Regions from separate parts of the Xenopus tropicalis genome. Here region 2 is linked to region 1. The links are chromatin contacts, called in public Hi-C maps. All regions are on one chromosome and are shown on one strand. The core of a region is the stretch at or near the end of the contact, and the rest is flanking DNA. Distances in the headings are between cores, read along the strand shown. Region 1 holds the start of LOC108647649 (fibrillin-1-like). Region 2 overlaps msh2 (DNA mismatch repair protein Msh2).

Region 1 (3,358 bases), core at 614-3,113:
GAGGGTGGGCAAGGTACAGACCCCCAACCAGCACGGCACCCTGTGGAGAGTAGCCCAGCAAGTATCTGTGTCCTCAGGATGTGTACCATAGCGGTCAAGGTTCCTTCACAGCCAGCTATGGATCTGGGATGAGAACTGACCTGATACCTGCTGTGTCCTGCCCTAAAGGCAACAGTGCCTGTTGGGAAGAGTACTTCCAGCTAATCTTTCCTTGTTGGAGCCATAACTGCTCTTTTTTATCTAATCTCCCTATCTCACTTTCTTAGAAAGTGCTCTTATAGGTATTATCCTAATACTTACTACTCCTCATTCACGGGGTCCCTGTCCCCGACTTCACTAGAGCTATATGCAGACTCTAGGGTAGAAGGCTTTACTGGGGCCCTGTTGATCCCAGGCTCAGTGGTACTTCCACCTGAGTCAGGGCCCTAAGTGGCTGGGCACTGATGTTAGGGCATCTGTAGAAGGTGGGTTGGCTTGCAGTAGGTGTCCAATTCATCCCACAGGCATTCAGTTGAGTTGAGAGGGTTCTGTACAGGCCAATCAAGTTCTGCCATTCTCTAATCTGAAAGTCCATTCTGTATGGACCTAGACAGCCAATTACAGTAATTAGAAGGAGTGTCTGGATTCTTAAAGTGTTCTTAAATGGTCTATAAACCCCAGTACAGGGGTCCTTCTGCTAGGGACCATACTACATCTGTACTTCTGTGTATATAGAAAAAAACAGAACATTGTTGACTGCCAAATTGGCATAAATACAGTGATATACTAGACTAAACAGTAGGGTCTGCTACACAATGGAAATCCAGCTCCTTGTACAGGTATGGGGTCCCTTATCCAGAAACCCGTTATCCAGAAAGTTCTGAATTACAGAAAGGCCATCTCCCATAGACTCCATTATCAGCAAATAATTTTTAAAAATTATTTCCTTTTTCTCTGTAATAATAAAACGGTACCTGTACTTGATCCCAACTAAGATATAATTACCCCTTATTGGGGGCAGAACAGTCCTATTGGGTTTATTTAATGGTTAAATGATTCCCTTTTCTCTGTAATAATAAAACAGTACCTGTACTTGATCCCAACTAAGATATAATTACCCCTTATTGGGGGCAGAACAGCCCTATTGGGCTTATTTAATGGTTAAATGATTCCCTTTTCTCTGTAATAATAAAACAGTACCTGTACTTGATCCCAACTAAGATATAATTACCCCTTATTGGGGGCAGAACAGCCCTATTGGGCTTATTTAATGGTTAAATGATTCCCTTTTCTCTGTAATAATAAAACAGTACCTGTACTTGATCCCAACTAAGATATAATTACCCCTTATTGGGGGCAGAACAGCCCTATTGGGCTTATTTAATGGTTAAATGATTCCCTTTTCTCTGTAATAATAAAACAGTACCTGTACTTGATCCCATCTAAGATATAATTACCCCTTATTGGGGGCACAACAGCCCTATTGGGTTTATTTCATGGTTAAATGATTCCCTTTTCTCTGTAATAATAAAACAGTACCTGTACTTGATCCCATCTAAGATATAATTACCCCTTATTGGGGGCACAACAGCCCTATTGGGTTTATTTCATGGTTAAATGATTCCCTTTTCTCTGTAATAATAAAACAGTACCTGTACTTGATCCCAACTAAGATATAAATAATCCTTAATGGAGGCAAAACAAGCCTATTGGGTTTATTTAATATTTAAATGATTTTTATCAGACTTAAGTTATGGGGATCCAAATTATGGAAAGATCCCTTATCCGGAATATCCTGAGGATTCTGGATAACAGGTCCCCTGTACTAGACTAAATACGCATCTAGGCCCATTCAAACCTCCACCGCTTTTGCTTTTCAGACATTGACAACTGCCGAAGCCAAGGCTTGGTGTGCCACAAAGATGCGGAATGCATGGCCACGGGTGCAGGAGACTACTTCTGTGTTTGCAAAACAGGATTTGATGGAGACGGAACCGTGTGTACCGATATAAATGAATGCGCGGCCTCCTTGCACAAGTGTCACAAGGATAGTGCTTGTGTAAATACAGTTGGAAGCTACAGCTGTGTCTGTAAGTCTGGCTACACAGGCGACGGCTTTGCTTGCACCGATATCAATGAATGCTTGTCAGCCAATGGCGGTTGCCACAAGGATGCATCGTGTGCCAACACTCCTGGGAGTAGGATTTGCACGTGTAACTCCGGATTTACCGGAAATGGCATCACTTGCATGGATAACGATGAATGCACTGCCTCCAGTGTTTGCCACTGGAACGCTTCATGTATCAATACGCCAGGATCCTATTATTGCTCATGCAAGTCTGGGTTTAAGGGGAATGGGTATTATTTATGCTTGGACATAGACGAGTGCACAGAAACCCCAGGAGTTTGCTCCTCAGCATTCGGGTTCTATGGGTGTAAAAACTTGCCCGGTTCCTATCAGTGCACGTGTGCCTCCGGCTACCAGTTTACTGACAACAAGTGTGTCGATGTTGATGAATGTGCTAACAAGGTATGTCACGTCTTCTCCAACTGTACCAACACCCCTGGCTCATACAGCTGTGTCTGCAGGCAAGGATTTAATGGCAACGGTCTGGTCTGCGTGGACATTAACGAGTGCGAAACAAATAATAAGTGCCACATTAAAGCCAACTGCTTTAATCTTCCGGGGAGCTATAACTGTGTGTGCAAACCTGGCTTCACTGGGAATGGCCTTGTCTGCGCTGATATTGATGAATGTGCCCAAGCAAATATCTGCCCAGCAGAGTCCACATGCATCAACTCGGAGGGCTCATTCCGCTGTGAGTGCCCTTTGGGCTTTACAGTGAGTGACTTTAAATGCACCGATATTGACGAATGCAAAAATGGAATCTGCAGTCCGTTTGCCAGTTGCCAGAATTCGCCGGGAAGTTTTACCTGTTCATGCCGGAGTGGCTTTAGTGGAAATGGAACCTCCTGTGTAGATGTTAATGAGTGTATACAGAATAATGGAGGGTGCCACGGAAATGCTATCTGTAACAATACGCAGGGCTCCTATAGTTGCAGCTGTAAAGGAGGGTTTGTGGGGGACGGCATAATACAATGTAAAGATATCGACGAGTGCAGTGAAAACAGCGGCATTTGCCAATATGGTGGCCTGTGCTTAAATACCCCTGGATCTTTTCGGTGCCAGTGTGCCAGTGGGTTTCAGGCCCTTAACAACACTTGCCAAGACATTGATGAGTGTAAGACTGTGAATGGAAATTGCCCACTTAATGCGCTGTGCCAGAACTCCCTCGGGTCCTATTCGTGCCAGTGCAAAGCTGGTTTTAGTGGCATTAATAGCTGCAGTGACATTGATGAGTGCCTGAGTAATCCTTGC
Region 2 (3,358 bases), core at 418-2,917, 140 kb before region 1:
TAAAAACAAAAAAAAAGGAAGATCAGTGATCGTCAATGGGTTAATCATTTATTATCTTTATCACTGTAGTAGTGCTTCTATTAGAAAGCTATGCTAATACATATGCACCGTACGGTGTAACAGTATTTAGATAGGCAGCTGGCAGAAGTGGGGTTTTTTGTTTTTTTTTAAAAATAAAACGATACAACCCTCTGATTGGCCAAAGGTTTGTAGTTCAGCCGTACAAGCACAATGAAACTGCCTCGCCCACGTTGTTAAATGGAAAATTGTGAAACCAGAAACCTGTTGGAACTGGTCTCCAATATGACACTTTGAAACTTGCTCGAGGTAATGCTGAATAAACGATGCACACAAAGGCTATGACAAAAGCAAAGCTGCTCTCACTATGATAGGCCAGTGCTTACCGGCAGCGCTCGGAACTGCTACAAACCCCAAACTCATCATACAAGGATCGATACTGGACGTTTTGCCACTTTTTGTACCCCGGACTTAAGGCCTAAATTCCTAACATTTCCCTTCCTTGGTAATGTTCACGGGTACAATACAGAACATTGTACAAAACTTACTTTTGGGTTAGTTTTCCTTTAAGGATTAACACATACATAACTACAGTGGCATCTAGTAGGGCTGTGAAAGACGAGGGGAGATTAGTTGCCGGGCGACTAATCTTCCCCAAATGCCATCCCACCGGCTAGAATGTAAATCGCCGTTGTGATGGCATACGTGGCGCCGAAATTGCCGAAGTTTCCTCTCAAGGTAACTTTGTCGATTTCCGCAAATCACCGCGTTGCGTATGCCATGCCACCGGCGATTTACATTCTCACTGGTGGGATGGCATTTCGGGGAGATTAGTCGCCCGCGACAAGGGAGATTTGTTGCACGGTGACTAATCTCCCCGTCTGACACAGCCCTTAATCATTCACCTTTTACATTCTCAACGCAACTTTCGTCTCTCCCTTCAGCAGTCAGAGGATGCTGCGAGCTGTAGTTCAACTGAATCCTGCAAGCTGCATATTGCTTGTTTGACTTCATGTGCATAGAATTAAGGTGCCCATACACAGGCAGATATAAGCTGCTGATTTGAGTCCTTTAGATCAATTCGGCAGTTTATCTCCCTGTGTATGGGCCCCCTCCCCCAATGGCCCTACTCAACCGATATCTGGGCAAAAATCAGCCAGGTGTCTATCAGGCAGGTTTGACTTTTTTGGTCGGATTGGGGACCACAATGCCTTATTGGTGCGGTCCTCACGCTGACCGATTATATCTTCATCAAATTAGTCCAATATCGCCCACTTTAGGTGGAAAAGATCTATTAGTTTGCCAACCTTGTGAAACAAGCGGATCTCAATGTGTATGGCCACCTTTAATTTAATTTATGCCATACTTCCACGCCTTAGTAAACTTTTAGAAACAGATTTCCACTCTCCTCTAGTACAAATAGGTGATGTTTCCCATAGCAACCAATCAAATCTTTGCTTTTGTTTTCTAGCTTGTAGATGACTGTTCAAATCTAATTGCTAATTTGTTGCTATGGGCAACATCACCGGTGATGTTTGTCAGCTTTAATGCCAAATCTTTACTTGGGAAAAAACATGGTTCCAGGCACTTACTGCCAGCTCACATTATAGGTGATTAGTCTCTTGGACAAGTCACAGACTAAGCACTGCCCCCATCCCTGCCTTTTCTGACTTAATGGAGCCCTGAGGAAACAGGAAGTGGAGGGCCCCATGTTTATAGATGGAAAAACGAGCATGGTGACATTTTTGAGAGGCAGGATTAATAGCTACAGGACTTACAGAGAAAACCCTGTGCTGAGTGAAGGGCATGGGACAAGGAAAAAAAGGAAAGGACTTTCAAGTTTTGTCCAGCAAAACCAACCAGTTCCGCACCAAAACTTGTCAGTACTGCTGACCTTGATCACTGCCTGCGGCTACTAAATGTGACCACCGTTAATCTAAAACCAAGCTGATTCTTATGCCAAAGCTACCAAATGCTATAATATGGTGACTCAAAGTAAGAACAGAAGGGCAGATTCCTGTGCATAAACAGATGGCTAAATTGTACCATTGCAGCAACGGCCAATGGTTTCCCCAAGCAGGGAGTCAGTGTCAGAAAGCAATTACCAAAGCAACCAATCAGACTGCACAAAAAATGTAAAATATGATGTTTGTTGTATGGCCTGCCTGAATGAGTGCTGCCTGGAAATCTGGCCATTAAAGGTGCCCATACACGTGAAGATTCACTCGCTTGGCGAGGTCGCCAAGCGAGCGGACCTTTTCACGATATCCCCACCTACGGGTGGGTGATATCGGGGAAAATGTAGGCTAATTTGATCGTTTGGGGCGGCAATCGGTTTGGGGACCACATCAACGAGCCGATGCGGTCCCTGATCCGACTTAATCTTTTAACCTGCCCAATCGATATCTGCCCAATTTCAGGCCAGATATCGGTTGGGCATGTCCCTTGTTCCTGCCCCTACACGGGCAAATAAGCTGCCAAATCGGTCCAAGGGACCGATATCGGCAGCTACAATCGGCCCTTGTATGGCCACCTTTAGAGACCATAACGTGCCTGAGGTAAGCCTGACTTATGGCAAGTGATATGTGCCAATTTTATACCAGTATCAAGTCCTGTTGTTTGACACTGAGTGCTGTCTACACTAATGTGTAATGGGGACACCTAGAAGTTAGTGGGCTCCAGAAAACCTTTTTAGGCATCTTTTTATAAACACTGTCTGTGTATCAGGACAGCCACACCCTATATTTTAGGGACCTCCACGCGTGGCATGAATACTAATATGGCTCCTGAAAGAGAAACATTATGGCCTCGGCTTGTTTTTACTACAGCTTATGCTAGTCATTTAGCCTCAATACTTAGGATTAAGAGAAAAAATGCAATGTTGAGGACATATTTGAATGTGAAAGCAGACAAATGCCAAACCCCTGTTACAAATTAAATAAGATTTACTGCAATAAAGTTGTAACTTCCCTAGACTTTGCCCCCTTTGTGTTAGAGCTGCAAGGATAGAAGGGTTAGGTACCCGACACTGCTCTAGTGCACAACACGCATTAAAACAAATGAGGTATTGACCATAGTTAAGACAAATGTAATGGAAGAATAAAATAATGATCTTGCTAATTTATCTCTAAACTTTGTGCTGCATCATTCCTAGATTATCCATAATCCCCTCATAAAAAGACAAAAACCCGAGGAAGGGTGGAATAGGCTATAAACATAAGACATGTGCATTAAAGTAGTATAAAGCAGGGTCATTTGGAGAGCTAAGGAAGTGAGAGGCGTGGGGTTATATGATTGTAGGGGACAGTAAATAAAGACCCAGTTCATGTGTGGGGGAATA

The links. A called contact is a pair of places that touch in the nucleus more often than the background predicts.
Region 2: a contact with region 1 is called in a Hi-C map of brain, with 4 times the contacts expected there. The contact joins the enhancer-like site here to the promoter of LOC108647649 in region 1. A contact is called at or near these places in 2 of 5 Hi-C or Micro-C datasets (brain and gastrula embryo).

The regions. Positions count from the first base shown.
Region 1 is chr5:20,639,488-20,642,845 of UCB_Xtro_10.0, reverse strand. LOC108647649 (fibrillin-1-like) reads left to right here and starts at 1,863. Exons shown (of 3, transcript XM_031902256.1): 1 at 1,863-3,358. The coding sequence starts at 1,913.
Region 2 is chr5:20,775,765-20,779,122 of UCB_Xtro_10.0, reverse strand. All of the region lies in intron 6 of msh2 (DNA mismatch repair protein Msh2), which reads right to left. Among named protein-coding and RNA genes, the nearest start is that of msh2, 16 kb to the right of the region's middle. Within about 2 kb of position 1,667, at least 5 of the 11 cell types and tissues checked have an H3K27ac peak or open chromatin away from gene starts, as enhancers often do. A contact at or near this core is called in gastrula embryo, where this site is marked.